Linked DNA regions of Mus musculus: regions 2, 3, 4, 5 and 6 are each linked to region 1. Evidence: chromatin contacts called from public ChIA-PET, HiChIP or PLAC-seq and promoter capture Hi-C data. All regions are on one chromosome and are shown on one strand. The core of a region is the stretch at or near the end of the contact, and the rest is flanking DNA. Distances in the headings are between cores, read along the strand shown. Region 1 holds the start of Slc35d3 (solute carrier family 35, member D3). Region 2 holds the start of Bclaf1 (BCL2-associated transcription factor 1). Region 3 overlaps Gm33104 (predicted gene, 33104). Region 4 holds the start of Map7 (microtubule-associated protein 7). Region 5 has its middle 18 kb from the start of Map7. Region 6 overlaps Map3k5 (mitogen-activated protein kinase kinase kinase 5).

Region 1 (5,178 bases), core at 822-3,321:
AGTTCATGGCACAGCCGATCAGGATACAGGCCACGAATATGGAAACCATGGCCGGGTCCTTCCAGCCTGGAAAGGTCCAGGCGTGGATGGAGTCGGTGCTGGCGAAAGAGCAGATGACCAGCAGAGGGGTGGCGGAGACGGCGATCACATACTGTGCGGTGAGAGGCCCGTGCTCCGTGTCCGCGCTCGCCTTCTGGATCAGCACCAGGTAGGCTGCGTGCACCAATACAGCCAGCACGCCCGTTACGTACCCAATGGGGTCGCCCGTCAGGTCGCCAGCTCCTGAGCGCACCAAGACGGCAGAGCCAGCGCGGGAAAGAAAAAGAGAAGACACAGGGTTGGGTATCCACTCCAGGAAGCATGTCGCCTTGGGGGGAAAACCCTTAGCATCCCAATTCTGCCCACGAATTTTCCGAGTGCCCAACAGAAACCCTCCTTGCCTCCATCTCTGTGTCAAAATGCGACCGTCAAGCCGAGCTAATGTACCCGGTCTTCCTCTAGCCAGGGCGAAGGCCAGGGGGAGATCAGATGCTCTCTGGGTAGGCTCCTTGGGGTCCCTGAAGCCTGCACGGAGGCCACCTGGGAGGGTGGTTCCCGCCCCGTGGGCACCGGAAGGGACAGGGAACCCCAGCTAGCGGCCTCAACCGAGTGCGGGCACGGCCCCGGAAAGAGTGTTTCCCCTCTGCCCGCAGCTGGATTCCCCGGGGGTCCTCCCCGCCCCTCCTGCCCTTGAGCCCCGGGGCGGTTCCTTTTGCCTAGGGCCCGGGTACTGAGCCCAGGTTGCTCAGGCTTCACTCCCGTCTCTCCAGCTCCCCAACCCCGCGTGATCCGAGGAAGTTCCCGGCCCCCTTCCTTCCGGCTCAGTGCAGGGCTGGACTCCAGTTCTCTGCGCTGGCGACTCTCCATCCCTCCTGAGGAAGGGGCTGAACAAGAAAGACCCGGGTGGGGGAGGAAAGGGGTGGGGGTGGGGTGGCGGAAGCCTGGACACCTGGGGGGCAGGGCTGATGGAGGAGGCTTGAAGGCTGAGAGAGGCTGCGCTGGGTCTCAGAAGAAAAGTCCCTTTTGTGATCCCAAGGACCACTCAAAGCTCCCTGCCTCAGTATCCCCATCTGGCAGTGAGGGCGTTGCACCGAGTGGTCCCAGCGGTCTCTACCGGGTGGGTTGGGTGGACCAGGGTTGACGCGGGTCCCGCTCACCTGCCAGGGCGGCGCCGCAGGTGGTGATGAGCACGGCCGCTAGCACTCCGGGCGAGGGCGCGCCGTTCTTGAGCACCAGCACACCGATGAGCATGGTGACTAGGGGCAGGCAGCGCTTGAAGACTACGTACATGGGCAGGCTGAGGCCGCGCAGCGACCAGAGAGTGAGACTGGACTGCAGCGTGGAGAGCACGGCAACCCCAGCGAAGGAGCGAGCTAGGCTCAGGCCGAAGGGGGGCACGGCAATGAGCCCCAGGCGCCGCAGCAGCTCCAGGCTCAGCGCGGCGGTGGAGCTGGTCAGGCACTGCACCAGGGTCAGGAAGGAGAACTGGTAGCGGCTGATGAGGAACTTGAGCAGGATGTTGAGGGAGCCAGAAAAGACCCCGTGCGCGATCGCCACCGAGATGCCCAGCACGCGGCCCCGGCACAGCTGCCGCATCGCGCCGGCCCCGCCGTACCCCGCCGTGGCGGAGCTCGAGACTCGCAGGAGGTCGGCGGGGAGGCGCAGAGCGAGGGCAGCGGGGGCGCGGGCCGGGCGGCGGGACGAAGCGAAGGGCAGGGAGTGCGGGCTGGGCTGCGGAGGGCAGCTCCAGCCGGGCGTCCTCCCGGCTCAGCAGCTCCGCGTGCGACTGCCCCGCAGATGCCGGGAGGCGGGGGCGGGGGACTCCGAAAAGTGGCAGGGGTGGGGGACGGGTGTGAGAGGAGTGGCGGGAATCCTAGAGACCGCGACTTGGAAGTAGGTGAGGATCCCTGATGAGCTGTGTCCCGTGTGGTTCCTGGGTCAGAAGGATGCTCTGCGGAGTGCGGACTGGACCTGCTGAGGCGGCTGCCGCGGGGCGGGTGGAGCCTGCTTCCCTGGGGCATCCAGCGCCCACCGGGGTCGGCTCTCCGGGCGCGGCACCTCCTCCCTTCCCACAGTGGCAGAGCAGCGGGGTGCGTGCTGGGGGATCCCCTGCACAGCTAAAGACGGTATTAGAAACAACGCTCCAGCACTGAGCACCGTTCATTGGTCGCAACAAGTGACGGCGCCCCCAGCCCGGTGGCCCGCGAGTTGCAGCGGATTTTCCACCCACGGTCTCTCTCAGCGCTGCACGGGAAATGAGACACGTCGGTGCTGGAGGGCGGCGGGCCCCCTGACATTAGATCCCAGGGCCTTAAAAGAACCAGCTGCTGGGGAGTGCTTTGGAGCCCCGAAGTTGGCCTTTTCTGGTGCCAGGCTGTGAGCTTGGGTTCTGCGCCCCTCCCAGAAAAGGTCCTGAGATCCTGCGTGGCGCTGCAGGAGCTTTCCTTATGGAGAATGGCGTCTGGGCATCGGGTCGTGGGAATGGAGGGACACACTTAATTTAGGCAAAGATATAAAATAGGCAAAAGCAGACACTAACCGAGGGCAAGCTGATAGTACTAGCAGTGAAGGAGCGTGAGGGGAAGGAGCCCAGAGGCCAGGTAGAGATAGATGGACTGCTGAAATGACGAAAGGGAGAAAGCAGAGGGTGTGTGACGCAAGGATGAACCATAGACACTCCACCCTGTCCAGGTGTTCCGGAGAACGGTTTTTGAATTCCAGGGAACCGGCTTCAGATAGTAGGATTGTGTGGGTACCACTTTCCCTCGCCAGAGAGCACTCCTCTGCCCCATTGTGAAAAGTGCGCATGTGTTCCTCCCTACTTTACCTTTTGTGACTACCCCCACCCCCACTCGCTCCAGGTCCTTCCACCCCCACCCCAGTGAGGCTTTGATCTGAATTCACTTGCAGGCAAGTTACGTTCTGACCCTCAGAAAACTCAGCAGCGCAGAGCCACTAGCTTGGCTTCTGTAATTGCCAGCTACAGTCGTTTTTTTTTTTTTTTTTTTTTTTTTCCCATGCTATTTAAAATTTATAGTGATGTCCAAGCTTCCGCTGAGAAGCTAAGGATTTGAGGTCTCTGGTCTCTGTGTCACGTCCCTTTCAGTCACTGGGGTCTCATCTCTTAACGACTGGAATTTCAAACCTTTAAACACCACATCTCCTTGCCTGGGCACATGGGTACATTTCCTCGAAATCTTTTATCTTTATGGTTTTCCACTTCTATGATGCACCCAACCGTGGGGTACAGATGTAGAAACGGATTATAAGCTCAGCAGGAGGAAGAAATTGGAACAGGAATTAGAACCAGGTTCACTGCAGTTTCTCATGTGGGCCAGCTTTTGTATTGTGGGTGCTCTCGTGAGAAAGCACACCATCTCAGCCATAGGCAGGCTTAGGCTAGCGCCCAGCACAGCCACCTGCTGTGTCCCTGACAGGTGTGCACTCAGGTAAGTATGGGTCCCCGCAAAGCTGACTTTGCAGGAATAACCCCTAGCTGCACTGTGCTTCAAAGTTTCCGGTTCCCCAGTAGCTCTTGGGCTTTGGTTCCCCTGGGAACGCTTCAGTTTTATTACTGTAAGCTGTGGTTACACACTACTAGCTATTTAAGAGACTCTGGTTGACAAGGGTTTAGGAAAGGCTGAGGTAGTCATACAAATTATGAGTATAGTTTAAGAGTATATTCAAAATATACAGGGATCAAGACTGAACGTGAACTTTTTTTTTAACTAAGATTTTCAATAGGAGATTCCCGTTTCTCCTGACCACTCCAATTAACTGGGCCGCTGCTGCAAGCCATCCTATTATAAGAGAATGTTATAAAGAAGAGCCCCTACAGCCCTAGCTCTGAATGATTCATTTCTGCCAGCAATTATAATTACTTCCATTTTTGATACTAACATTAGTTGGAAGATTGGGGGCTGACTCAGCTACCTTACCCTTCTCATTTAGGCAAGACTACTTGGCTTAGTATTTCTGATCTACGAGGTATGAAACAGCAGATTTTCTCTGCTGTATTATATATAGTTCCCTAGTAGGACCTAACAAATTAACCCATCTCTAACAAAAGTTGTTACTAGGTAAGTTCCTAAAGAAAGTCAAGAAAAAGATAAATATCATAGTATATTTAGGAAGATCTGAGGTCACAAAGCCATCTGACCAATTGGAATCAAGTTACCAAAGGTCTAGACACACGTTCTTTATCTTTATAGCTACTCAATAAATATTAGTGGCATAAAATCAATCTTTCAGTTCACTCACTCAACAAATGTACTGAGCAACTATTTTATGCTAGGTAGTCAGTTGGGGGAGGATTCAAGAATGACTACTCTCAGCTGGCCTCTGGGGAAGCACCCATGGGGGGGGGGGGTGAGGGAGCACCAGGAAGAGACAAGAGCAGCAAGAGAAAGAACATCCAGGAAGGAAATTACATCAGCTTGACAAGGAGCAGAGATGGCTTTCAGGAGAAAGAAGTATGGTTCTAATTAAACGTACTTTATCCTTTTTAATTGTAAATGTGGCACATGCTCATTTGTTGTAGAACATATAAAGAAAACAAACTATAAATAACAAGCAAAGGCTGTCCTCAGTGTTCACCAGCTTCCACATCACACACTGCTCATAGCTGGCTGTCCTTCAGTCTTTTACACACGTACTCATATACAAACCCTTTTTATAAAGGAAAATTGGGAGATCGTTTATTTGGATGCTCATGAAGCTTGTTTTTAAAACACTTTGTGGTAATTAACTTTCAAGGTAGTCCCATTCCCAGTGAGCTCCCGTTTCCTTATTCACATCCTTACTGACTTCTTCACTGGACTGAAGTTAGTCTTGGTGACCAATGCAACATAGCAGAAACAAGCATGTCACTCTGGAAGCTTCAGTCTTGGCTTTTCTCTTTAGCACTTCTAGGAAGGTCTAATGCCCTCCCTCTCATATGGACACATCACATGGTCTATGGGGAGTCCACACGGTAATAGAGACCACATGTGACAGCTCATCCAAATGTCATGAGGAAACCTAAGGCTGAACAAATCAGCCAAGCCATTTCTGATTCCTGACTACTGGAATTGCAATATAGCAAGACAATGCATGTGGCTCTCAAATACATACCCTAACAGCACCATATTTTCGCATGTC
Region 2 (5,178 bases), core at 1,226-3,725, 460 kb after region 1:
GTGAATCTAGGGCCTAGCACATGTTAGGCATGTGCTCTGCCACTGAGTCATATTCCTAGCCTGGTGACCTTATAAAATAATAGGATTATTCTCATAAGGTCAATCTTGAGGTGTATCATATTCTAAGAGAAATTATTAGGGTTTGTTAATATCAATGGTCACTTCATGGACTAGGCTGAAAAATTTTTGAGACAGGGTCTCATGGAACTCAGGTTATCTACAAACTTGTGTAGCTGATGTGCAGACACTTAAAAACAAAAATCCACTAACTTATAGGTCATAAAACATTACTGCAGCATTCATTTGTGTATTAGTAAGGTTGGCAACTTTACAATCTATATTTCTTCTTGGAAAATTTTCTATTTTTAGGAAATGTCCAACTTTCCATTTGGATCTTTCCACGTATGACAATTTATGGTGGCATTTCAGGTTTTGAAAAATCAAATAAAATGAATATCTATTAAACAAGAACCTTGAAGCTTGGTTTAAAAAACATCACATATAAAATAAATCTAGTTCATCTTTTATTTCTTTAAGAAATTATTCACATACATTTGCCTAAGTGTATGGAGTGGTTATATGCTACAACTCCCTGTAGACAGGGTCAGAGGACAACCTTTAGGAATCTGTTCTGTCCTTCTGCTGTGAAGTTTTCAACAGGGAAGACTGCTTGGACATGGTTTTAAGGCAATGGAAAGTATATTAGCTGTCTGAGTGTTCCAGATCCGAGTGTGTAGTCCTTGGCTTTATCAGGGTGAGAGGCACAAAAACCGTGTTCTGGGTTGACAGACTTCATTTAAGAAAAGCAGTTAACTAGATGTGGACTACAGATGCCCAAACACAAGCTTCTTCGCACACATACACTTCCCCAGAGCTATAGACCTCGATGAATTAGGTCTTTGTTTCCTTTTGGCAGATAGGACTGCCTACATGCTGAGTTTTACAGCCTGAATAGTACTTCTGCCATGGAGGGAGTTGTCTTGGGCCCTACTACACTTCTACCATAAAGGTCCCAGGGATTGAACTCAGGTTGTATTGGGCTTGGGAGCGGTTCCTTGACCGTCTGAGCTCCTTACAGAGGCTCAACCTGTTTGTTAGACATCCACTTATTTATTTGTTCCCATGTCTTCCTTCTTTGGTAACACATTGATTTATTTGAGGTCAAAGTTAGGTTAGGAAGGTGTACTTCTGTGGCTGAACAATTGTGTAGCGCGTACCAGGCAGGTTCTGCGGGTTCAGTGCCCAGCACAGGGGATCTAATGAGCGAAAAATTATATTGCCTTAGATGAAAAGATAACTTTCCAACATATACTAGAATTGCACAGGACTTAATAGCTTCAAAGTGATTAGATTTTGGTATTTTGAATAGATTAAGAGCTATTGGCCCCTGCTGTCTCATTAATATAAAATAGCACAGTTGTGCTGTCTTTGTGCTTCATGTAAATACAGCTCACCTACTTGACAAGTATTTTCTGAGCTCCTACTTTATGCTTTAGACCTATCAGGGTCCCGCATATAGCGCAGATCATAGCTTCCACCATGGTAGTGGGAGCTGGGTGCGGAGCAATTGCCCAATTAAAATACAATCAAAATCAGGATTCATTGGTCAGTCAGGTACTTCCTCCACTGTGGAGTGGATTGTGAGGACAGGCTGCCCTGAACAAGGTTAAAGATCAGAATCAAACTCTAATGCTGAACTTAACTGACAGGCTGCCAATTACAGCTTTGAAATCCTTCAAGGAATTTAACGTTGTCCTAAAATATCACACCGTAATAACGGCTTTAGTCCCTTGAGTGGTCCTGCTTTGGTAAGAACAGCAGGTAAATATGTCTGCAACTTGCTTCAATTCAATCCTGGCTTCTTCGTTTATAATCTGATTCTGGCAGATCCAGTTAGGGCGTGAGGTTTCCGGATCCGTACAAAACTCTGAGAAAGCCTCAGGGGCCAGGCTCCGGCGCCCGGGAAGTTAAGAGCCATTCCGTGACGCAGTCGCCCAGCCGATCCAAGTCTCACGATCGGCCCGGGAGGGGGCGGGGGGCGAGTTCACCCGAAGCCACTCGGCAGAGACTGCCTTGTAACTGTCATGTTAGGCGTCCGAGGGACGGCGCTTCCGGGCAGACGCAGCCCTGCGTCGTCGGTTTTCCGGCCTTTTCCTCAGTGAGAGAGCTTCTGGCGTGCTCTGGGTCGCCGCCTCAGAAGGAGCCAGGCTCGCTAACAGCGGCTCGGAAGTCAGGGGACATCAGTCTCGACTGTTCTTCGAACAAAGCCGAGCCGCCTGCGGAGAAGCCAGCCAGCCCTTCAGGGCCCGCCCCACCCTTGTCCCACCCCCTGTCGGCTACACCTCGCGAGACCGGGCAACGAGACTTCCCAGAAAGCCTTGGGCTACACTCAACCGCGGTTCGCCAGTCGCGCCTGGGCGGGACGGTGGGAGGGGCCTGCCTAGCGATTTAGCGGCCTGGAAGGCCACGCCCCAAGTCGGAAGTGACGGAGCCGAGCTAGCGCGACGAGGCCGCCTCTATGGTCTTCCTCTCCTTCTGGAGTCGGGAAATGGCCGCTGTGTAGTTAGCACGGAGGTAAACCCTGCACGCACATCGTGCTTCGGCGTGTCAGGTAGGCCTCGCGCCGCATTCGAGTCACTCAAAGGAGAAAGCCGAGGCGACAGGGCGGTTGGGTATCGACAACTCTGACGCGTGGTGACGGGTCGGCGGCGGGAACGGGGACCCCGAGCCGTTACTCGTGCGTTTTCCTCCTCGCTCCCTCGGGTCTGGAAGGCGCCGCGGGCCGCCGGGGTGGGGGGATGGGGGAGCTGCGCCACCAGCGGGCCGGGCTGCGAACCTGGCTCGGGGCCGGAGCCCGGGAGGCCTCGGCGTGCGCGTGCGCAAACCGCTCGCCGACCCTTCCCCCACGGCCTCGGCTGGGACTCCTGCGCGCGCCCGGCCCAGGGCTCTGCGCACGCGTGCTTTTTTCCCCTTTCTTCCCTGCCCATGGCAACGCCGCCGCGTGTGTTAGTTTCCGAGCCTTGCTTGTTGTTGGCCTTGGGGGAGGCGTCTTCCTTCCTGGTCCTAGCCTTTGGGACTCGGAGGAGATAACGGCGAGCTGCGACAAAGTTAAGCAACGGAATCAGCCACGTCGTGCGTGGCGGTTAAGCCGCCTCCCTCGCCTCTATGGGGTACATATGTCGGTTTAGGCCAGGCTTAATCAGATGAAGGCTTTCGATCTGTTTGTAGCAGACACCTGGGTGTTGGCGCCAAAGTTTTTCGTTTTGGCTCCCTACCAACTCACTGTTGTAGCCGATCAGTAGGTGCGTAGTTCCAGTTTCTAGCGGGATGCGACTAAGAGAGGGGCCCTTTCTCAGTAATCCAAGCGCTGACATACCTTTTTTTTTTTTTTTTTTTCTTGTTTTTCCAGACAGGGTTTCTCTGTGTAGCCCTGGCTGTCCTGGAACTCACTCTGTAGACCAGGCTGGCCTCGAACAGAAATCCGCCTGCCTCTGCCTCCCAAGTGTTGGGATTAAAGGCGTGCGCCACCACCGCCCCGGCTACCTTTTTTGGTAAGAGTTAGCACACTTTAGAAATTGAGGATATTGGCAGCGGTGATTGGGGGGATAAATGGGTGAAGGAAGAAGGTTATAGTTCTGTCACTCAGTGCTGGCCTTGAACTCCCAGTTAATCTCCTGCCTTAGCTTCGGGAGTGGTGGGATAATAGTATTTTTTTTTCGTCACTTCTTCGTCACCCCAGCTGAGTTTTAAGATTTGTTTTCTTGGTCTGGGGAGTGACCAGAATATTGGATTTCTGTACCCTAGACGATCTTCTTGGGTCCAAGTGGCTTCGAACTACGGGTTCTCCATGTATATATGTGTTTGGGTTATAGATGTGCAAATTCATACCCAACATATTTTAAGTTTATCTAGTTAAAGTGAGGACCTGTACTTTCTACCTTTAAATTTAAAGTTTTCTATTAGAATTGAAAAGGAGAAAAATTGAAAGGGAAAAAAAACCTGTTAGTCACTTCAGACTCACATCCTGTTGGTACAGCATATATATTTTTGTATTAAAAGGGAATCGTAGAACAAAATGTCTTGTCCTCACTATGAGCTTGTATTCTAGATTAGCCCTAACTGGGATAGTTGGTACTGTTACGCAATAAAGGACCTTTAAAGACTTACCAGTTTGCATTTTTTGTGTGATTCTAACCAAATTCAGGGTAGTGTGCTGGGAAGGATGTCTCTAAAGTCGTTTTTAGTAAACAGCTGAGATTTCCAGTGTTGGAATAACAGGCTCCAGCCACCATACATACCCAGTGTATGTGGTGCTGAGAATCAAACCCGGGGCTTTGTGTGTGCTGAAAAGCTCTGTCAGCTAAGCATATCCCCTGTCCTAGAGTTGACTTTTGTCTTAGAAAGCAGAAGTTAATTTTAGGACTTGAAAGCCGATCTGGAAAAAGCACTGCTTTTTAGGCTAGTATCTAGTTGAATTTATTGAAAAACTTATTGTGGGGAGCAAGCAAACTAAGCTGCATTAGATTATCTGTGATGTAAAATAAGTGGAGAAAGCTTTTTCCAGTTGTTTATATAGATCTTTTGATTGGTAATTCCCAGGAACTGTATTTGAAATCATTGATGGAATACTATCCACTATCTGAAATCTGCTGTGTAATTTTTATGATTGGTTAATGAGAGAATCTAGAAGACCAGTATATCTCTGGGTAGCAATTGTACTGGTTAATAAGAGAATCTAGAAGATCATTGTATCTCTGAGTAGTAATTGTAAGTGGTTGTGGTTGGAGGATATGGGTTTGTGTGTTGCTGGTTCTAGCTTCTTAAACAATCTTAAAAACACTGAGTATTTGAGTTATAGGCATTTAATATTTTTGATTCAACATTGAAAATAAGTCTGTGAACTTTATAAGTAATAATATTGATCTTACTTAATGTCTTAGGACTTTTTTTTATAGATTTATTTATTTATTATTCAGATGCACCAGAAGAGGGCGCCAGGTCTCATTAAGGATGGCTGTGAGCCACCATGTGGTTGCTGGGAATTGAACTCAGGATCTTTGGAAGAGCAGTCAGTGCTCCTAACTGCTGAGCCATCTCTAGCCCGACTTTTTTTTTTTTTTTTAAGGCTCATTTTATGTATATTAGTACACTGTAGCTGTCTTCAGACACACCAAAAGA
Region 3 (5,178 bases), core at 1,965-4,464, 360 kb before region 1:
GTGCCTGGTCCTCATGAGTGCCTGGTCCTCATCAGCCCTACCTAGGAAAAATGGACAATGTTCCCTGGGTTTTTTAATTGTCATTTCTGAAAGCCATCACTTTGGGTCATGCAAAACGTTGGCTAAGTAAACTTTCTATGCTTTTCTCTTGTCCACCTATGTTCTGAGTAGGAGTTCTGGCCATGACGCTTACAATAAGGAAAACATACTTTTGTGTCCTTATATATAATATCTGTGGATCCGGTGCCACCATCCTTTCAAGGGTGAACTGTCTTACACTCAGGTGAAGTCATCAGAATTCAGACATTGGTCTGCCATTCATAGGTTTCTCCACCCCAAGCTCTCTATATCACCTCACTTAGCCACTGCTTATCCCTAGCTGGCCACTGTGGTAAAAGGTTAATCACAAACGTGGGTATTTATAGGGAATAATATGATGGGAGTAACCACATGTGGGTGAAAAAGAAATGAAAAGTCATGGCGACACAGAGCTTGTGACTATCCTGCAATTGGGATGGGAAACAAACAAAGGGGTCAGAATTCTGCCTGTCAACACAGGAAGAAAAGCAGACTGCTGGCTGGAAATATTAATCTGATCTTGGATGCTGGTCATAGAGGCTACACTCAGGAAGCTGAGGCAAGAGGATTGACAAGAGTTCTAGGCCAGTTCTAGGCTACGGTGAAACCAACCAACCAACCAACCAACCAACCAAACAAACAAACAAACCTGTTGTGTTAGGAAGTTGACAGTTGTTGCCTCAGAGAGCATGTGGCAGTGTCTGCAGACAGTGAGGAGTAGCATGTCACTGGCATCTGGTGTGACATGGCCAAGGGTTCTGTAAGCATCCTAGAATGCACATAGAATGTACACACAGAGCAGCTGCCTACAACAAAGAAATTTCCAGGCCCAAGTGTCAGCTGCGCTTTAAAGCAGAACTCCACTGAGGAAGCCAGTCTTCTTTCCTTGCATGGTTATTTCCCAGTAACATGCTTGAAACATTCTGGCAATAGTGACAGACAGAAATGTGCTTAGAACATTAATTCATAATTATGAGATGATTGCGATATTTCTAGAATGGGAAATCAGATATTTAAATGCACATGTCTCTAAAGATTGGTATAAAAGAAATAATTAACATCCAAAGTATCTATGACTCTTAAATCACAAAACTACTACTAAATGTTAAATATTGGGCTAAAATACAGAGCACATTTCATCTTTTAATGAAGAGAATTCTTTCTGTAAATTACTAGAACTCTTAAGGAGTTGGAACAAGTACTATCCAAAGTAGACGAGGAGCCACAGAGTATGGTACAGGAACACTGGGGTGAGCTTGTGATTGCACTAAGCCTGGTCTCTGCTCAGTGACTGTATTGTGTTCAGGTCTAAACCCACAAGGGCATCCTACAAAAAAAAAGGGTAGATTTAATATAGCTTCATCACATGTGTAAAAGCAAAACAATTGGGGGGGCATATTCATTAAATGAAATATAAAAACTCTAACTTGCTCATTGAAAACTAAGTACTTGTAGAGGAAACAAAGACACTTTATTTTCTTATTCTGCAGGAGTATTTCTAATATAATAAGACACCGAGACTGTGTTTAGCTCAAAGTCTATATGGTTGACTCCAAAGTTCAAAATTGCTTTGTTAGATGTAAGCCTTTGTCCCTGGACGGACAGGCTTCTGTCTCTTAGGAAAGAAAATTAAGTTGTATTTTCTATGTGGTGGTTCCTGAATGCAGAATTTTAGATCCGCTTTAATAAAACACGTGGCTGTGTAAGATTTTATGTTAGTAACGGTGATGGAAAGAACATTGATTTATTATTATTATTATTATCATTATTATTATTATAGAAAATTTATGATCACAAATTCAGCATCTATCAAAGAGTTTGGCCACAGTGCACCAAAAAAGCCTCCACCTACTGGGCAATGTTACGACAGGGCAAGATAAAAGCAAAGCTGGTTCCCTTCTTCCCATCACAACAAAAAGGTCGATAAAGCACACACTTGATATCAAACAGAGCTTCCTGCTGGCTTCAGTTACCTGGGAGTCTGGAGCCTGTGGTTTGAGTAATGTTCTGTCCACAATGCCGGGCAGCAGAAGCATAGAGAGAATGTCGGGCTTCCAGCCGGCTGAGCGAGCGCCTAACAACTTCAGACTCATTCTTTATTCTCCATCAGAAACGATAGCAAATGTGTTAAAAGGAAAAAAAAAAGTATTCACCGATCTTCTGATGTTGCCTTTTTTGGTGCTAGGAATTGTGTAACAGAGGTGATCCAGACGAGGTGATCCGCCCTTGAGCTACCTTCCAGGGTCATGTAAGTTTGCAAAAGAACCGAAAAGGAAGAGTTTTGCATAGTTCCTCTTGAAAACAAATGGTTTTTGTTTGTTTGTTTTATGTTTGTTTGTTTGTTATTGTGGAAAATTCCTGAAGAAATAAGATAGAGGTTGCTGGGGTGGGCACTGCAGATGACCAGGTGAAAACAGGACCAAACAGAGTACACATGTGCAGCATAAGTGCAAACATTGTAACTTTTATCTCTTTGATCCTGAGAAATTTTGTCAAAGTAATGACGTTAATATTTTTAAACTCTATATTTTGGTATGCAATAGGACATTTATCCTAGAGTCCATAAGAATGATTTTTTTAAATATGAATGCTTATATCAGTACTAAAGAGGACTCTGCTTGAATCCTCAGGTACTTACCTCATTTTCAAGTGTATCAATTAAAAAGATTACATAATAGGTGCTCTGAGTGGACACATAATTTTCTCACCATTTCTAAACATTCCTACCAAAAGTATAACGTTTAGCTGCCACCCAAACGGTGGAAATGCATATGTACATCTGCGACTTACAAACTGTGTTTTGAGAAACGCTTGTGAGGGAATGCTGCAGCTGCTGATAGGTTGACCTTTAGATTAAAGGAAGGAGAAGACAAACAAAATTCTGGCATGACTGAAACAGAGTGGTAGAAGCCCCGGAGAAGGACCACCAGGGGGCAGCATCCTCAAGCGGTTGTGATGGGGTGAGGCGCCCCCCCCCCCCCCCGCAAGGTTGTTGGTTAGCTCCAGCTATTTAGAACCAGAACCGTTTTCTGATTTCCAAGTTAAAACCCCTAAGTACAAAAACATGTGTCCCCACCCCCAATGTGAAACGGACGAAATTCAAAAGCAAAAATAATACTTTATGCAGCTCAGCATGTACCCTACATCGTTCTGAGCGATGTACATGGATCAAGCAGCTGCCATGACAACCTTTGCAGTGTAAACACTGTTGCTAGTACATTAAAATCACGTGTGCATTTATATGATGCATTGTCTATGATTTTTAATTGAAATTTACAAATGAGGAAACCGGGACACAGAAGTTTATCACGTGCTCATGCCATACAAATACCAAATACCAAGTACCAGAGCTGAGATTCGGACCAAAAGCTCTGGCCCAGAGATCAGATCTGAGACTGAGCCAACAGACTGAGGCTCTCAAGGCAGTGTTTCCTTGTTGGCGCACTATCAAGTTCAGCTACCAGCGCAAGGTCCAACTTATGGCCTTGTCTGGAACACAGCTTCTGTGTGCTGAATCTCTTGAAAACACTTCCCCCGAAAGTTTTACCCCAACAATGCTGCTTTCTTCGTAATCGTGGCTAAATTCTCAGCTCTGGCCAACCAGCATTGAGTATCCAGCAAGGATTTTACTTTAGTAGTTCTGGTATCTTGTTCATCACAGATGGTTCTTCATCCCCAGCTAACCAAAACTACAGATCCTTCACACAAAATGTCCTGTAGAGTCTTTTCTTCCCGCTGACACTGCACAAGCTAGGCCTCCAGGTTTTTTTTTTTTTTTTACTGTTTGCAGCAAGCTCTTACAGAAGTGACTCAATGGCTTTTCTAGCCCCAAGTTTCACAGAACAGTTCATCCTCAAAAGCAGTGAGGACAGGAACTCAAACAGGGCAGGAGTTCATTCAGGGCAGGAGCTGATACAGAGCATGGAGGGGTGCGGCTTACTGGCTTGCTCCTCATGGCTTGCTCAGCCTGCTTTCTTGTAGGAGGCCAGGGATGGTGCCACCTACAGTGGCTGGGCCCGGCTCCATTGGTCACTAATTGAGAAAATGCCTTACAGCTGGATCTTAAGAGTCATTGTCTCAAGTGAGGCTCCCTCCTCTCTGATTCCTCTAGCTTGGGTCAAGTTGACATAAAACCAGCCAACATTTGGGTCTGACCTGCTTCAGGGATGTCTTAGTTACCTTTGTATTGTTGAAAAGGGATCATGACCAAATGTTTTCTCTTAGAAAAGAAGACATTTCACTGGGTGCTGGCTTACAGCTTCAGAGGATTGGTCTTTTGTCACCATGGCAGGGAGCATGGCAGCAGGCAGGCAAGCAGGCAGCTTTACATCCTGTTCCACGGGCATCAAGAAGACAGAGGGAGAGACACAGGGCCCAGTGTAGGCTTTTGCAGTCTCAAAGTCCACTCTCAGTAAGACAACACCTCCTAATCCCCCTAAGCCTTCTCGGTTTCATAACCTGGTGACTAAGAATTGAAATTTGGAAGCCCGCGAGAGCCATTTTCGTGTAAATCACCATAAGGAGAGATGGGTATCAAACATGAGAGGGGTCACCGTGCTTCTGCGGTTTTCTCAGATACCACAAGCTTGCACATCTCAGATCTCCAAGCTCCACATGGAGGGAGACCATGTTTGAGGATAGTATATCTATCTAAGGCAGTATAACATCTAAGACAGATATATCTAATATATGTATAATATATATCTAACATAGATAATATATGTATAATATCTAAGATAGGTATAACACCTAAGGCATCTGGGACTGAAATAAAAAATTTAGTAAGGGAGACTTGATTTTTGTGTTTTAGAAATGGAGAAAGGATGGATCCTATTTGAATGCTGAGCCAAAGTACACCTCTAGCAAGTGAGATTAGCCTTGGACATGTTTTTAAATAGTAGCATGAAAGATTAGAAACATGACCACCTTTAAGTTCACAGATGCTAGCGGGGAGGGAAAGCAAGCCTACATTTTGGAGTGTGTATTAGGAACAACATGTTTTGAAAAGTTAGCAAAGGCAAGTGAGGAGAGCAAGATGACACTAAAGAAAACTAGCATTCATCAAGACCATTACAGAGATGACAACTGCTTGCTGGTTAA
Region 4 (5,178 bases), core at 693-3,192, 320 kb after region 1:
TTCAAGCCACCAGTCTGGATCTAAATGTGCACTCACTTAGTTAAATCACAAGCCTTTGGAGGGAAGGGTTTTTGAGAATTTGTCCATTTCCGTGGGGTTTGCTAGCCATTATACCCAGCACTGGGCAGGGAGGTGCAAATGAATGAAAACGGTGTGTCTCAAGAGGGTTTATAGTAGAGAAGAAAACACCTTGAAGATAAATGCAAAACACTGTGCTGGTTACAGTGGGTGTGCTGTAGATGTGGTAACCTTTTATTTATCAGCCACCTCTTATGAGCACTGTATTTGTTTAACCCTTACCCTCAACCTGATAAAATAGTCATCACCCAGCTGTCCAGAGAAAACTGGGCCACTAAGAAGAGTAAAGTACACTAGCCGAAGTTTGTTTCATACAAAAGACATGTTAGCTTACAGGCGATGCCACTAGACTCCTTCAGGGACCTAGCAATGACTCACTTCATCACCTGCTCCCAAGTGCAGGTGGCTCACCAGGTGACTTTTATAAAAAGGACTTTTTGATTTCCCAGCCAGTCTGCTGGCATCTCTTCCTGTCATCCTCTGTCCCCCACTTCTCTGCCCTCATGACTTTCCTCTAGTCTGTCTGCCTCCACCCCTTCTCCAGATCCTTACTCCCCTCCCTTCCCCCAAAGGCCTGTTACATGGTGTGATTTCTCAGGGGGCACCTTGGCATGGGACCCCAGGTCCCACACATATGCGGAGTTAGAATCTTTGACAGTGTGTAGGAGAGTCGTTTAGGGGGAAGGATTGCCTTTGACATTAGATTTAATTTGGATTAAAGGCCAAAAGAAAATAACTTTTTTTTCCTTCATTTAGCAATTAGCATTTTTGAATTGTTATTTGTTGCTATAAAAACTATTGATTAAAAAAAAATTACTGTACAAATTTGAAGCAACATAAAAATGGAAAGTCTTAAAATGAGCAAACTTACTTCAGAACGAAACAAAAATCATACGGCGGCTGCATGCTTCTGAGAGAATAGTCCTAAAGAACCGAAACTGGGTGACTAGCCGAGACCTGTTTGGCAGACGCCCGGGCATTGGGATAAGGAGAGCTGTCATGCAGTGGCAGGCAGCTGGGACTCCCCTCTTTGGCTTTGTCTCTGTCCTTTCAGCCTGACTTTCAGAGAAAGTGTTTTTAGTTGAAAGAGGCAGTCTCCAATTTCTGGTCTCCTTGGAGGGTTTCGGTATTGTGCTGGTGGGCCTCATGAACGAAGCGAACAGTGTATCTTGAGAGAGTTTATACATGAGTTGAGAACACATTGAAAATGAATTCGAAGCCCCATACATCAGGACAGATGCCACCAAGGCTCAGCCTATACAAACATGGGTGTTTGTGTCAGGAGAGTGAGGCAGCGGCGGCGGGATGCCTGCCTTATCTTTACTTACTGTAATAGACCACGAGGGAGGGGGAGAAGGAAACCCCTCTCCTGTCCTGAAGAATTAGCTGCTGCTCCTGCAGACGAACCCGTTTCTCCTGCTCCACCATTCCGCCGCTCAGCTCTGCCACCCAGAGGAGGAGGGAGCTGCCCTGTGCAGCTAAGCCTCTGCTGGTGGGTTCTGAGGACTGCATCCCAGGGCAGCTGGAACTGCTCCCAGCCTCCTTCATTAGGCTATGTCAGGGTTGTCAGGGCAACTGTTCACAGCAGGCATCATGTCATCTTTTGCCCTCCGCTGCATGCTGAATGTTTTGCTGTGCGGTAGCAAAAAGAAGACTGGGAAAGCTGGCTCTGATTGACCAAGGCTAGGCAGTCCAAGGGAGGCATCGGAACCTGCGTGCCTTTAATAGAGGCCTTCTGAAATGGGTGTGTGCGCGCGTGCGCGTGTGTGCATGTGCGAGAGTGTTTACTCACCAGCGCCTGTGCCTATTGGGGGGAATAAGTGGGAGGGGGCTGCTGCTAGGTGAGGGGCAGCAGCAGGACCTCAGTTGCCAAGTAGCTGGTAGTATCTGTCAGCTGTTCTCACTGTTTACCCATAGGGGATCTATTACAAGTGCTCAAATGAACAGGCAGCTTAGGAGCTAGCAGCTTCTGGGAGCTGCAATTACATAAGCATATATATTTAATATAATTGCCGAACAAGTAGCAGCGTTATGCCTGGGTCAGCTACAGCGATCCGACAAGAGAGACTGAAGAAGACTCCTGCAAGGACAATTCCCCTTGCTCTATTCACCATTAATGAGGAAGATGAGCTGCAGAAGAGTGGAAATGCCAGAAGACCCAAAGGTATGCATCAGCCCTACCCCTCACTGGAGCCGGATCCAGCACTGTTCTTACATTGATTATCGCACGGGTTCCGAACTGCACGCGCAATGCCTGCTTCTCGAGTATTCGTGACCTAACACAGCTTGCTGGTCACGCTCGCACACCCTCGGGGTATGGAGTCTGATGGAGTGGAAATAAATTTTGTAGGTTTGGTCTATTTCAGGTCAGCTTACTTTTTAAGACCCAAACTATTTTCCTAGTATAAAGGTCTTTAATATTCACTCCTTCATTTAAACAGGGGCCAGTGACTCTGACCTCGTGGGGGAATAAATTTGGCTTCAAGGGGTTTAAAGGAACAGTACCCTCACTTTCCTGTAGCCACGTCGGATCATTTCTGTTTACTTCAGTGAAATGAGCTTCTCTGTAAAAAGGACGGATTAGGTAAAGTGATTTTTTTTCCAGAGCTCCCTCCCCACGGGCAGAAGATGAGCATGCTTCCAGGTTCCTTCTACTCAGATGCTGAGGGAGAAGGAAGGCAGGCAGGCAAACTTGGGCAGCCAGGGAGAGGGAGCAGCATGAGGTCTCGCTTCTGACTGCTGCTGCTGAGTACTCTGTGCCACTTCAGACATGCTGGCTACAGAACACAGAGGTCTGAGCCTTGAGTGTCCCCTTGTGCTGATGACATGGCAGCAGCTGCTCAGGCTTCAATCCCATGGATGTCCTTCCGAGGTGTTGTCTCATAGCCACTCTCATGCATCTTTGAAGAAGGGCTTTTAGGATTGCACTTAAATTTTCCAGCATCCTGTAGGCGTCTTCCTGCAAGCTGTTCTCTCTAGCAGAAGAGGTACCTATCTGTTTATTTTTATGAGCTGTTTGGGTCTTATATTCTGTCACTGGCAAATTTTCTATCACCGACATTATCAAATTTTCCATAGTGTGGCTCTAGCCACTGACGCTTTGTTCCTAGCTCCAAAATGAACCATGTTGCTTTTGCTAAATATAATGGAAACTGTGTACTTTAAACCCAAAAGTAAGTTTTTCTTCCATTCTTGAAAAGAGTATTATCACTGCAGATGATTTCTGTTTGTTGTCGGGGTTTCTGTCGGAATGCCCAGTGACCTCAGAAACTCAGTGTTGCTGTAGAGGGGGGATATTTCTTCAGTTGCTCATGGGTTGACAGCTGAGTCCGAGCAGGCTGCTCTCAGTGAGACCCCTCCAAGGTGGTCAGCAGCCAGTCATTTATTCTCTGCAGAATTGGGAACTTTTTTTAAAGTTAATGCCAATTTGTTGAAGCATTCCCATGGTGTATTTGTCAAAACATCCTGGCTCGGTGAGTCTTCCCTGGAGTGTCCTGCAATTATCATTTTGGATAGCTACCCATTTTTTCTTACTTTTCATGACTTTTTCTTCCTGGCTTCTTTGTTTTTAATTTTCCTTCCAAATAAAACCTGTCCTTGGGTAGTTCCTTTAAAAGAAAAGGAGAGAGGGGAAAGTCAGTTCTAAAGATGTTTGGGTATCCACCAAGAATCTTAAACCAAGGAGTTCTGATCCCCTGCTGTTTATCCCTTTTTATGTCTGTGTGTGTGTGTTTGTGTGTGTGTGTGCGCGCGTGTGCGCGTGTGTGTGTGTGTGTGTGTACGTGTGCTTGATGGTTGGGATACATGGGGAGGATTCCATTCTATTAAGGATGACCAGGGTTTCTTTACATCCATATATGTCTCTAATTTATGACCTAGGAAACAAAATGAGCTGATGAATAATTCTGGATATCTCTGATTATGCTTAATGAATAAAAGCACTGTGGCTGTGGTTTTCGGTTTCTCTTCAAGCATCTGAGTAGCAGGAATGTCCATTTTCTAGTCCAGCTCTGCCTAGTAGAAAATCACAGCCGTGTTTCATTTCCGCACTGTCCAGTGTGATAGCCATTAGCCACGTGCAGCTACAGAGCACTTGAAATAAAGCTAGAACAATGGAGAAACTGATCTATTATATTTAGTTTACTTAAGTCCAAGTCGCCACATGAGACTGCTTTATAGGCCCACAGAGTCTGTCCTATAGAGCTGTGACATAGGTTCGTGTTGACAAACTCCCAGTGCCAGACATGGTTAGGTCTTGTGGTAAAAAGAGGAAGACAAGGGAGTTCAGGATGCATGAAGTCCTGAGTTCAATCCCAGCATAGCATGAACTGAGTGTGGTGTCCCATGAAGTGTAATCTACAGACCCAGTAGTTCAAGGTTACCTTTGGATACATGAGCAAGCCCAAGCTACATGAGTTCCAGTCTCAGAAACAAAACAAATTTTAAAAGCCGATCATGAAACCTACAAGCCCGGTTGGTCAGTACACTGTAGCTGGACAGACAGATTGTTCCTCTCCTCCTCCTCCTCCTCCTCCTCCTCCTCCTCCTCCTCCTCCCCCTCCCCCTCCCCCTCCCCCTCCCCCTCCCCCTCCCCCTTCCCCTCCAGGTGTTCCTTACAGTCACTATTGCTGTATTATATCATCTTTTGCAACTTTTAACGGGGCTTCTATTTCCAAACAGAACCTGATGATACAGGTTGCCTTCTATGTATGACTGTTAAGCAATCAAACTTGGTTTTCTTCCCATTCCACGGCCTAATCAGCCAAGCATGTCTGAACTTGGTGCACAGTGCTGGTTTGCATGCCTAATAGGTTTTTCCCTGTCATCAGTAGTTAAGAACCTTGCTGTCTGGCTTGATTAAGAGGAGCGCTTCTGGCGAGGCTCACTCAGGGCTAATGATGAGTACTGTATTCTCAGGTGTACATACTGTTGAGGAACCATCACCACACACTCACAGGAATGAATGGGGCAACCACCACCTAGACTCCGAGGTGGCGTGGCTTCTGAGTTACTTGGAGTGAGAGAGGAATCTGGTTAGCTAGCCGACAGGATCACTTCTTAAAGCAGCGAGCACATGTCCACGGGATTGGGATTGGCGCG
Region 5 (5,178 bases), core at 1,691-4,190, 300 kb after region 1:
TGGTCATGTATTTTCCCCCATTTTTCTATTTTTGCTTTTAGTATTCAACAACACCTGTGCCGGTGGATGCTAAAGAAAGGAAATGTAAAGTGTGCTTTTGGTTTAGTTTGGTTTTTTTGAGACAGTCTCCATATTTAGGTACATACTAGGCTTTAACTCTGATTTATCCCAGACTTCACCTCAAACTCAAAATTCTTCTACCTCTAGTGGAAATACCAGTAGAGTAAGCCATTATGCTTGGCTCTTAGCATATTTTAACTACATTTATTTTGTGTATTTGTGTGGGGGGAGCTGGAGAACAACCTGTGGGAATCGGTTCTCTTTACGCTGTGTAGGTCCTAGTGACTGGCCTCGGGTCCGCAGACCTCTTTACCTGCAGGCTTCTTAACCTTCAGAGCTGTCTCCCTGACTTGGAAATGTATTGTTTAAAATCCAGGCGACCCTATTTTGAGAGAACACAGGTTGTTTGAATGTTGACAACTTATGCTCTATACGTGTAAAACCTGTGACTTTTATCTGAATGTAGAACTTCAGTTTTATACTCACATTTCACATTATACACATTCAAACACTCCAATTTATTTTTTAAAGATTTATTTATTTATTTATGTTTATTCATATGAGTACACTGCAGCTGTCTTCAGACACACCAGAAGAGGGCATCAGATCCCATTACAGATGGTTGTGAGCCACCATGTGGTTGCTGGGAATTGAACTCAGGACCTCTGGAAGAGCAGTCAGTGCTCTTAAATGCTATGCCATCTCTCCGGCCCCCCAATTTATTATTTTTAAATCATAGGTTTATATGGAATTTATTGAATGAGAGGGGTACCTAAGCCTGTGTTTTATTGCCACCAAGAAGTAAGAGTTACCACCTCAAAATGCCACTTTTTTTTTCCTTTGTCTTTTTTGCTTGAGATGGGGATCTTGCCATGTATTCCTGGAGTCCTCCTGCCGAGCTCGCCACCTCAGCCTCCTAAGTCCCAGATTCCCTGTGTGTCCTCTTTCTCAGCCACAAACAGCAACTTCTTTCCTGACGCATTCCCTTTGTATTCCTTTTGTATATAATTACTTTGAGGTAGAATCCAACCTTGAGTGGTTCTTAAATTATGTCCTTGTGCTAAGGCTGTATTTCAAGACTTGAGGTTAAAATCTCGGGTTATTACAGAAACAATACCTGTGATATGTTCAAGATTAAAGGCCTATGTTTGTGTATGTATAGGACTCAAATAGAGTGAACTTTGGCAGCATAGTATGTATTTAAAGGGTACTATATCAATGCAACATTCAGAAAACAGTTCTGCAGATATGTTTAGCTTTTGCTCAAGGGTTGTGATGATGTTATAATTTTTACAATTATATTATTTTTTAAAAAGTCATTTTTCTTGAGGTAGAACCATTCTCTTGGTTTACGGGGGTATTTTCCTTGTCCATAGTCAAAGGGAAGCAAGAACTAGAAAATGCTGTTGTCTTAGAAACAGATTTGTGTTTCACCACTAGAGGATGTCAAGTCCTTTTTATTAGAATATTATTTTGAGCAAATTCCTAGGTCATCACATCACAAAACTAGGAGCTGGAATTCTGTGTGTCACCTAGTATGATTCCAAGCTATGGAAATCAGCTACACAGAGCAAATCCCATTTGCCAACCTCCTTTAAAAAGACCACAGAGCTAAAGTTTCATGCTGCTTTTGATTAATCTGTGATGCCCAAAGTCTGATGTGCAAGGAATAAATTAATGCCCATATGTTTTGGTGAGATCTGTTGCCATTCTATTGGAAGATATTACTTACAACCTAGAATGGAGTTTGTTTGTTGTTGTTGTTTTTAAAAATCAGGATTCTTGGTGGAAAGACTTAGACTCCCCCCCTCCCCCTTTTTTTTAACATTTATTTATTTTATGTATATGAGTACACTGTCACTGTCTTCAGATATACCAGAAGAGGCCATCAGATCCTATTACAGATGGTTGTGAGCCACCATGTGGGTGCTGGGAATTGGAACTTGGGACCTCTAGAAGAGCAGTCACTGCTCTTAACCACTGAGCCATCTCTCCAGCCCAGACTTAGACTTTCTTACTGTGGTCATGTATCTTGTATGAAATTTTCCAGAGTAAAAAGTGATCTTTATTTAAGCCAGAAGGGCCTCTGTTGTCCCCAAATAAGCATAGAAAGTAGACACTCAGGTTGTGCTTATGCTGTGACGTAAGCCCCTCCCTATTGAAATTCAGATCCTAGAAGCTAGAATTGCTGCTGCTTCAGGGGGCAAACTTCACATCTCGCTAAGTCAGTGGTTCTCTCCTGAGAACCACTGGTAAGTTGAAGAGAAGTCAGCTGTTGTCATAGCTTAGGTATGTGTGTGAAACGCAAATTTACACTGGCATGGTCTCTAAAGAATTCACACACTTGTGTCATGATACCTGAAAACAAATTATTCGAAGAGCTTTAAAAAACATACTCAAGTCTTGTTAGTACAAGAACTAAAGACATCGAGGCTTAGACTAATTTAACCAAGAATGTGTACTTTCCATGGGTTATTAAAATGACGGAGTTTGGAAGGTTGATGAATATGATCTTTGAGTTTAGTAAGGAAATCCACAGGCCAATGTGTACGGGTCGTGAGGGTTCAGTGGAGGAAGGATGGACCACTCTGGCTGTGGTCATCCCGGAGCACCTGCTGCAGCTAGCACTTAACCGCCAAACAACAGGGAGTGATGTGTGGTCAGAGGGAGGAGGAGGGGAAATAAAGGCATACAGGAGAGGAGCTAAAGTTTCTTGACAGGACAAATGTGAAAGGCTCAAAGTGAGTGTTCAGGGAAATCAGTTAGGCATGATGGATATGTTGAGGCCAAAGGTCAAGCCAAGAGGCTAGAACAGTATTGTTGGAGCAGGAAGGCTTGTCTTGATAAAGCTTTGTTAATCAGAATTAAAGAGCTGGGTTGCACAATTAGCACAAACACACCCTCTCCTAGGGAGGTCCTTTTCCTCCTACCCTGCCCATTTGGGACAGCTGTGCTTGAGTTCGGGAGGTGCCGGTTTGCTCTGGAACCTGGAAGGAGAGCTTCTTTTCAGAGCAGCTGTGTAGACCAGATGGAGGAAGAAAGGAGAGAGAGTTTGGTCTCCAGACTTAACTCTGAGGTCCCTGGATAGAGCTAGGTAGGCACTGGCCTGTCAGTGGGTATAAAAAAAGGAGGCCGGTTTGGGACTCTGAGATGTCAGAGGATCACAGGTAAAAAGAAGACACAAGGCGATCCACTTTTAATTGGTTCATTAGTTTAAGCTTGACCCGAACATATTAGTGAGTACAACTGAGTAAAAGAAAAGGTGGAAAAGTGTCAGTAGTGATGCCAGATAGTTAACTGGTGAACCTGCAGGAACAGACACGAGGTCAGGTCTGAAGGCCACTCCAGGAAAGATCAGAAAGAAAAACTGCAGACAGGATAGACAACCATTCAAAATGGAGGAGGGACAGACAGCCAAGTCAGAGAAGTGAGAGATGCCCAAGAGGGACAAAAAGGTCAAACATTCCAAAACTGAAATGATATTTTAAAGCCATTACTTTGGATTGAGGTTTCCACTGGTTTCTCCTAGCAGAGGAATTTCAGTTGGTCCAAGAGTTGGGGGCACATCCTTTATAATAATGATTAATAGATTGAGCATTGGAAAGATGAGATAGCCCAGTAGACCGTTCCATAAAAGTTGCCAGAAAAAAAAAATCAATACATTAGAAATTCTCGAATAAGTAGAGGTGGGTTTTTTGTTTTTGGTTTTTTTGTTTTTTGTTTTGTTTTGTTTTGTTTTTTCTGAGACAGGGTTTCTCTGTATAGCCCTGGCTGTCCTGGAACTCACTTTGTAGACCAGGCTGGCCTCGAACTCAGAAATCTGCCTGCCTCTGCCTCCCGAGTGTTGGGATTTAAGGCATGCCCGGCTAGTAAAGGAGTTTTTAATTGTTTTTTAAATGTGTTGTTTCAGTAGACTGTCAACGTAGCTATAGATGTATAACCATCACTGTCGATAGGGCTTAGAGTCTTGTCTTCCAGAGCTCCCTCTGGCTCATTTCCCACCCACTGATCTATTTTCCATCTTTGCTTTGACTTTTCCCAGAGTCTTAAGTGGAAGCATACCATGTAACCTTTGCAGGGGTGCCGCCCCCCGCCCCCACAGCCTAATGTATTTGAGATCTGAGCACACCGTGATGTGCATTGGTAGTTCCCTGCCCTAGCACCTAGTGCTTCCCTGTCCCCAACTTAAGGACGTCCAGTCACTCCTAGGTTTGGGTAGGAGAAACAACTGTTGCAAATATTCGTATGTTGGTTTTTACGTCACTGGTTTCATTTATGGCAGATACTTACATTGTTGTCTCCAATGTGATTGTGTAAGACGTTGCCACTTCTAGGGTGGCTGTACACCTTTTTCTGTGAGCGTCCTGTGAGATTGTTCTGCATCCTTTTCGGCCCTTGTATATTTTGTTGATTTGATGGTTTTCATTTTAGTCACTCCACTAAGTTTTTTAAGTAAGCTGTAATTGCTTCAAAGTGAGATATTTTTTGCTTGATGCTAATGCAGTCTCTGAAATGAGGTCATGTTGAGCCCAGAACCCAGGGTTCTGTTTGGTGGCTTGCTGTTCTGTGATTCTGGGAACTGAGCTCAGGGCCAGGTCCATATCAGACAAGTTCTTGATCACCAGCTATATTCCCAGCTCTAGAGTCTGTCTGACGCCCATCTTGGCTTCATCTCCTTTTCTCTTATCCCCAAGGCCTTTCTTCCTTCCTGTGCAGCCTGTGCTCTGAGATTGTGAGCCGACGCACTTTCACACAGAGGACCCGTGCCAGTGCCCTTCTCTCTCCTCTCCGGGGCATCTGTACTCTCATCCCTAGACCTGACAAGGAGCTTTTGTATTAGAATATTGTAAATAGCCTGGCGTGGTGATGCTGGCCTGCAGGGCGGGCTCCCCTCATGGTCTCCATGAGTCTACATAGTAAGTACCAGGCCAGCTAGTGAGACCCTGGATCTAGAAAAATGAAAAGAAAGCAAGCTGGGAATACTGGTTGTATATCTTGTCTTGTGATCCCATTTCTTGGGACTCACTCTGTTATCAAGATGAATGCTTTGTGTTAATCTCCAGTTTGTGAAATGCTCTCAGTGCCTGTAGTCTGTCGCTGAACTCTTTATCTCTGTCA
Region 6 (5,178 bases), core at 1,217-3,716, 270 kb after region 1:
TCACCAAAGTTGACATTGTAGCAGAAGAGGAGGAGGAGGAGGACCAGGAGGAGCAGAAGAAGGATAAGAAAGAGGAGAAGAAGGAAGAGGAGGAGGAGAAAAGGAGGAGGAAGAGGAGAAGAGGAAGAAGAGGAGGAGGGGGAGAACTGTTAGCTATTAGATACATTGTAACCACCGCACATAGTCCCTCAGGCCATTATCTGTGTGTGTACTCATTCAGTCCTCAGGATGGCAGGACTAAAGGGTACTACTATTAGCAGCCATCTTTTCCAGATGAAGAAAGCAATACGTAGAGGGCTTGTGTAGCTTCCAAAGCCATGCACCCATGAAAGATGGAGTTGGGATTGATGCAGTCTGGCTCCAGGGTGGATAGTCTTAACCTCAGACTGCGAATGGAAAGGCAGGGGTGGAAGGCCACTGTTACCCATGCCGGGATGAAGGCTTCGATGGTGGCCGTGAGTTTATGATATTTACTTGTAGGTCAGGAATTGTCTAAATTCGCCACGTTCCAAAACGGTACAGCTTTCCAGTGCAGAAGATGTGGTCTGGTTTGTTTTGTTTTGTTTTGTTTTGTTTTGTTTCTTTGACTCCTGATGGACTGTGGCTCCACTCACTGGGTCCTCACTGTAGCTCCATTTTCCAAGAAAGTCATTTCTGTGACTGCTGAAATTCTGGTTACCGAATACACTTGTGGGATTAAACCCGGGCCTGGAATATCTCAAGCACGCGTTCTACCACTGGGCTATAGTTTATTATGAAATCCCTAAAATTGGAGGATTTTTTTCTAGATTATTTTCAGTGGATTATCTACATTTTTAAATAAAGCTCACTGGAATGTTTCCTATGAGAGAAAAGATGGAGGACCCAAATCCAGGGCAGCCTTAGAAAGAAGGCCTTGGACACCAAAAAGCTCCTGGAGTACCAGAAACTGCCAGCCAGAATCACACCCAAATGCTCAGATGCCAGCTGTGGGCTGCTCTGTTCAGGACACTGTGAATTCCTTACAGGGACGTCCATCTGTCGCACCACATGGCGACTTGGTGGCAGAACAGGTCTTCCTCCAGTTTACGGCTGATGTTCCAGCTTGGGGCAAGGGGGATACATAGTTAGGAGCTTGGATTAAGTTTGGGCTTGCCTTAGTCAGAGTCCTGGCTCCATCACTTCAAGGCTGTGCCATCTGAGTAAGATACTGACCTCCTCAGAGCCTGAGCTGCTTCACAAAGACTCATGTGCCATTGCTGACAGGAGTCACTGAGTCATGGGAAATTTAGGTCAAAATAAAAAACACTGTACAAATGCGAACTTGTTACCGCCAACCAACCTAATAATAGTTACCTAGTTTCTTTTTTTATTCCACAACCAGAGAGAAATAATTTCTCCCCCGCCCCACACATAACGTTTTTATTGATTCTCTGAGAGTTTCACATCCTGCACCTTGATCACAATCCTTTCTATGTAGACATTATTTTCTTAATGTTTTAAAACCTTTCTAGAGAAATATTTACATTTCATTCTACACTACAGAACAAACCCAAAGGGAATTGATTATCGGTTAGGTCCTTAGTCTATTAACCCATGAAAAGCTTTAATTTTTGGGTGTGTGTATCTCGTATGTGTGTGTTGTGTGTTCTGAAGTATATTATGGGATGTATGTTGCATGCACACAAGTGTGCAGGTGCATGCACACGTGGAGGTCAGAGGCTGGCCTTTGTCTTCCTCTGTTACTCTCTGACTTACTAACCTTAAGACCGTGTCTCTCACTGACCCGGAAGCTTGCTCTCTCAGCTAGGCTGACTGGCCAGTGCACTCTCGGGATCCACCAGTCTCTGCCTCATGATGCTGGGGTTACAGGCAAGTGAAGACAAGACCCCTCTTTCCGCGAGTGATAGGTCCTCATGCTTTCAAGAGAGTGTTCTTACCCACTGAGCCGTCTCCCTGGCCCCAGTTTTTATTGATTACAGTTTAACTTCTTTAAACTGTATCTCACCTTTCACAAATCGCTGACAGTTTAAGGAATAAAGACTAGGGAGAGGGTTCGGTGGACAAGAGCACTTTCTGTGAAAACGAGGAGCAGAGTTCAAATCCAAATCTCTAGCACTCATAAAAAGCTGAGTGTGGCGGGGCAGGCCTAGAACTCCAGCCCAAGGGGAGATGGAAGATCCTTGGAGATCATTGAGAGACCTTGCATTGATGTAATAAGGCAGCGAGTAAGAGAGGAAGATAGCCCAATATCTGCTTGTGGCCTTCACATGTGTGCATAGCTGCATATAACACACACACACACACCCCTGTGCACACAAGGCTAGAGAGGGCTTTTGCAGGAAAGCTGTGAATGCTGAATTTGTGGGAAAGGCTCACTGTCGAATGCTGCCATTGTTCTGAGGCAGGTTTACCCTGCAGAACATGCTGTCTCAGAAAGGAAAGCCCTCGAATGAGCTGACACAGAGGGGCGGGAGTTAGGGCAGAAATGATGATGACTAAGCGGATGTGGTAGCCTGGACGGGAAGCATTTCCCAGGGTAGAGACTGTGCTGTGTAGGACAGCCACACGCGCATCCAGGCAACATGCTGCTGCTGCTGCTGCTTTAAAGACAAAGCTGATGTCAAAAATAAATGCTTGCTCTCCTAGCAGTTCGCTCTCCTGATATTTCCCGGTGTTAGGAAGTTGCCTGTGAATCCTCCCTCTGGCTGTCATTCAGTTTGTGATGAGAAAAACACAAAGAGTGTAATTGTTCTCAGTGTAATTTTCAAATGTTTCTTTAATGACAGCCTTTAGGCCTTTCAATTTAGACTTTTCTCATGAGAACTTAAACAGGGGACCAAGCTCCCAAATCAAGAATATATGTGGAGAAGGTGAGGGTGTGTTTTGAAATTTTTCATGGAATTCTAATGATGGGAATTTTATTGGCCTGGTGGAGAAACTTAATTTTAATAATACAGTTAGAAAATGCAGTATGAACTAGAAATTAGCTTAATAAAAATTCTTGAAGTTTAATGAGGATTAGGTTTTCTTTACAGGCTCAGTGTGCCTTGCTCACATTAAAATAAAATAAAATAAAATAAAATAAAATAAAATAAAAATCACTTTGAAAGAGAGGTCTATTTAAATATGTGAACGTTTCCTTGGTTTGTTTTTTATAACTGATTACCCAGTTGTTGTTAAGGTGGGGTTCCAATGGTGGTGTCTAACCTGGCCCCTTTTACGACAGGGAGTTGACTTTAAAGGCCATGGAAGGGCCAGGCACACCTTTTGATAGATACACACAGCCAGGAGAGAGGTAGCCGGCTGGTACCCAGCTGAGCCTGGCCTAGAGAACCATGGTGTGTGAGTCCGGAAGACAGAAAGCTCCACGGTTCCTTCCATCTTTGCTCTTGCTTGGCTGCTGCTGTTCGTCTTGTGCTGCTCGTCTCTGCTCTATCTTCTTCTCTTTCCATTGTCATTCTCGACTCCCCTGCATCTACTCCCGTGTCCTTGGGTGCACCCCGACCCTGGGTTGTGACCTTTCTGCAGGCAGACTCGGAGATTAAGATTCCATGGCTCCGTGCCCCTCTCTCACCTTAGTGTCCAATTAAAATTCCCAACAGCAGGATTCTCACCGCCTCAACCTATCCCCATCTGGGCACAGCCCAAATGTGCCCTGGCTACCGACCAGCGTGGGCGTACGGCTGTTTCTCCAAAGACTGGTTACTTCTGGCAGCAGTGATGGCTACTAAGGGGAGCCACAGGGTTCAAAGCATGTTGGGGAAGGCCTCTCGGAGCAAAGGTCTTCTGAGAAAAGACTGAGAAGGGGGAGCTCGCGTGGAGTACAGAGTGACTGAGGCCCTGTCGGGTTTTATTTTCAGGGTGCTGAAGAGCCTAAACTAAAGTGGGAACACATCACAACCCTCATCTCGAGCCTCAGAGAGTTTGTGAGGTCCACTGACCGAAAAATCATAGCCACTACACTGTCCAAGCTCAAGCTGGAGCTGGACTTCGACAGCCACGGCATCAGCCAGGTGCAGGTGGTCCTCTTTGGCTTCCAGGATGCGGTAAGTGCACGGGCCGCCATTTCCCCACAAACTCTGCTCAGGGTCGGTTGGTTATAGAAATGGGATACAGTTCAAATTCTGTTCCCTCTCATTTACTCGGTAAACTGCATTCTCTTCGGATGACAGATGTGAGGTATTTATTGAGTTCCCTCAAAGATAAGAGACTCACACAGCTGAACCACCATGGGAAACAGCAAGGCTTACAGACATTCATTCCCAAGACTGGGTTTCTCCTTAGGATCATGTGTGGGCCTCTAAAGCATAGTGCACATTAGTCGTGTTTTGTAATGCTGAACAAGAAGTGCCATCTAGTGGCCACTGAGAGAAATGCACTGTTACACCTGGGAATGCTCAGTGTTGAAATGCTCTCTCTCCCCTCAGCCCCCAAGGCTTTTCTCTGGTTTCCATATAGGACATTCTTAACAAGTTCATTTCGTAAATATCCACTATTTTCCCACCATAAATATAGTTTGGAAAACAGGCAGTTGGTGAGTGGAAACTACTCGTGATCTAATGAGAGATCACTGACAGTCTTATGCAAGACAAACCAGAAGTTATTCTGCAAGTCTGATTCAAAATAGACCTTTGTAAGCCACTGTCAGACACACAAGGTATGGGAGGCAGGAAAAAATATCTGGTGGTGCCTGTATGCAAATATAAAATTGCACTGTGTGGTTTTATTTAAATGTTTAATATTAACTTGTAATGTATTACTCCTGTGTTAGGTAGTTTCTTGACATTTGTATTTGAAACAAGAAACAATCCTCCATTCCAAACTGAATCTTCATCCTTCCACAGTCACTGGTGTTCTGAGTGGAAACGACTTGGTGTTTCTGCTGTGTGAAGAACAGGAACAAGATTCTCCTGACTGGACCGAGGTCCTAGAGAATCCAAGCAGGGCCTGTCACTAATATTAAATGCTAAGGCATGCTTACACTGCAACTATGGCAACCCAGCCATCTACCATCCAGTGCAACGATGTAGCTGATTTGTGCCTGCCCACACATTGGCTTCTGGGCAGGAGGTTGGGGAGAATTCAGAGTGAGAGCTAGTTAGCTGTAATCCTGAGCCTTGGGCCCAGGTCAGACATAGTCATGCAACTCGCTCAACCCAGTTTCACTCCTGGCCTGTCAAGTGCTCTTGTTGGGTA

The links. Promoter capture Hi-C pulls out the DNA fragments that hold promoters and counts their contacts. ChIA-PET counts read pairs in DNA pulled down with a chosen protein or histone mark. HiChIP or PLAC-seq counts read pairs in DNA pulled down with a chosen protein or histone mark. Capture Hi-C pulls out chosen DNA fragments and counts their contacts.
Region 2: a FOXA1 HiChIP or PLAC-seq map of pancreatic cancer cells shows a contact between it and region 1. The contact joins the promoter of Bclaf1 here to the promoter of Slc35d3 in region 1. A contact is called at or near these places in 1 of 484 Hi-C or Micro-C datasets (embryonic stem cells) and 3 of 115 datasets of contacts at active chromatin or transcription factors (the 230-238 cell line, embryonic stem cells and pancreatic cancer cells).
Region 3: a contact with region 1 is called in an RNA polymerase II ChIA-PET map of memory CD8 T cells, with 50 read pairs. The contact joins the enhancer-like site here to the promoter of Slc35d3 in region 1. A contact is called at or near these places in 1 of 39 promoter capture datasets (the C10 cell line), 3 of 115 datasets of contacts at active chromatin or transcription factors (memory CD8 T cells, pancreatic cancer cells and stem cell-derived neural progenitor cells) and 1 of 9 other capture datasets (adipose tissue).
Region 4: a promoter capture Hi-C map of liver shows a contact between it and region 1. The contact joins the promoter of Map7 here to the promoter of Slc35d3 in region 1. A contact is called at or near these places in 1 of 115 datasets of contacts at active chromatin or transcription factors (embryonic stem cells) and 3 of 9 other capture datasets (adipose tissue, liver and macrophages).
Region 5: a promoter capture Hi-C map of embryonic stem cells shows a contact between it and region 1. The contact joins the enhancer-like site here to the promoter of Slc35d3 in region 1. A contact is called at or near these places in 8 of 39 promoter capture datasets (3T3-L1-derived adipocytes, the C10 cell line, the HPC-7 cell line and 4 more), 3 of 484 Hi-C or Micro-C datasets (bone marrow-derived macrophages and embryonic stem cells), 7 of 115 datasets of contacts at active chromatin or transcription factors (embryonic stem cells, memory CD8 T cells, neural tube and 2 more) and 3 of 9 other capture datasets (adipose tissue, liver and macrophages).
Region 6: an RNA polymerase II ChIA-PET map of memory CD8 T cells shows a contact between it and region 1, with 82 read pairs. The contact joins the enhancer-like site here to the promoter of Slc35d3 in region 1. A contact is called at or near these places in 1 of 39 promoter capture datasets (liver), 1 of 15 datasets of contacts at CTCF or cohesin (large pre-B cells), 2 of 484 Hi-C or Micro-C datasets (both in embryonic stem cells), 11 of 115 datasets of contacts at active chromatin or transcription factors (acute myeloid leukemia, effector CD8 T cells, embryonic stem cells and 5 more) and 2 of 9 other capture datasets (embryonic stem cells and liver).

Annotation. Positions count from the first base shown.
Region 1 is chr10:19,849,388-19,854,565 of GRCm38.p6, forward strand. It overlaps Slc35d3 (solute carrier family 35, member D3), which reads right to left and starts at 2,072. Exons shown (of 2, transcript NM_029529.3): 1 at 1,197-2,072; 2 at 1-282. The coding sequence starts at 1,635.
Region 2 is chr10:20,309,994-20,315,171 of GRCm38.p6, forward strand. It overlaps Bclaf1 (BCL2-associated transcription factor 1), which reads left to right and starts at 2,476. Exons shown (of 13, transcript NM_001025392.1): 1 at 2,476-2,611.
Region 3 is chr10:19,488,692-19,493,869 of GRCm38.p6, forward strand. It overlaps Gm33104 (predicted gene, 33104), which reads left to right. Exons shown (of 4, transcript NR_152784.1): 2 at 2,264-2,326. Among named protein-coding and RNA genes, the nearest start is that of Gm33104, 4.6 kb to the left of the region's middle. Within about 2 kb of position 3,215, at least 26 of the 459 cell types and tissues checked have an H3K27ac peak or open chromatin away from gene starts, as enhancers often do. A contact at or near this core is called in memory CD8 T cells, where this site is marked.
Region 4 is chr10:20,169,080-20,174,257 of GRCm38.p6, forward strand. Map7 (microtubule-associated protein 7) reads left to right here and starts at 1,943. Exons shown (of 18, transcript NM_001358787.1): 1 at 1,943-2,242. The coding sequence starts at 2,110. It overlaps Gm51795 (a long non-coding RNA gene), which reads right to left. Exons shown (of 2, transcript XR_003948992.1): 2 at 2,166-3,686.
Region 5 is chr10:20,150,796-20,155,973 of GRCm38.p6, forward strand. It overlaps a transcript of Map7 not described here. Among named protein-coding and RNA genes, the nearest start is that of Map7, 18 kb to the right of the region's middle. Within about 2 kb of position 2,941, at least 14 of the 459 cell types and tissues checked have an H3K27ac peak or open chromatin away from gene starts, as enhancers often do. A contact at or near this core is called in embryonic stem cells, where this site is marked.
Region 6 is chr10:20,121,110-20,126,287 of GRCm38.p6, forward strand. It overlaps Map3k5 (mitogen-activated protein kinase kinase kinase 5), which reads left to right. Exons shown (of 30, transcript NM_008580.4): 24 at 3,843-4,028. Among named protein-coding and RNA genes, the nearest start is that of Map7, 47 kb to the right of the region's middle. Within about 2 kb of position 2,467, at least 129 of the 459 cell types and tissues checked have an H3K27ac peak or open chromatin away from gene starts, as enhancers often do. A contact at or near this core is called in effector CD8 T cells, embryonic stem cells, memory CD8 T cells and 1 more, where this site is marked.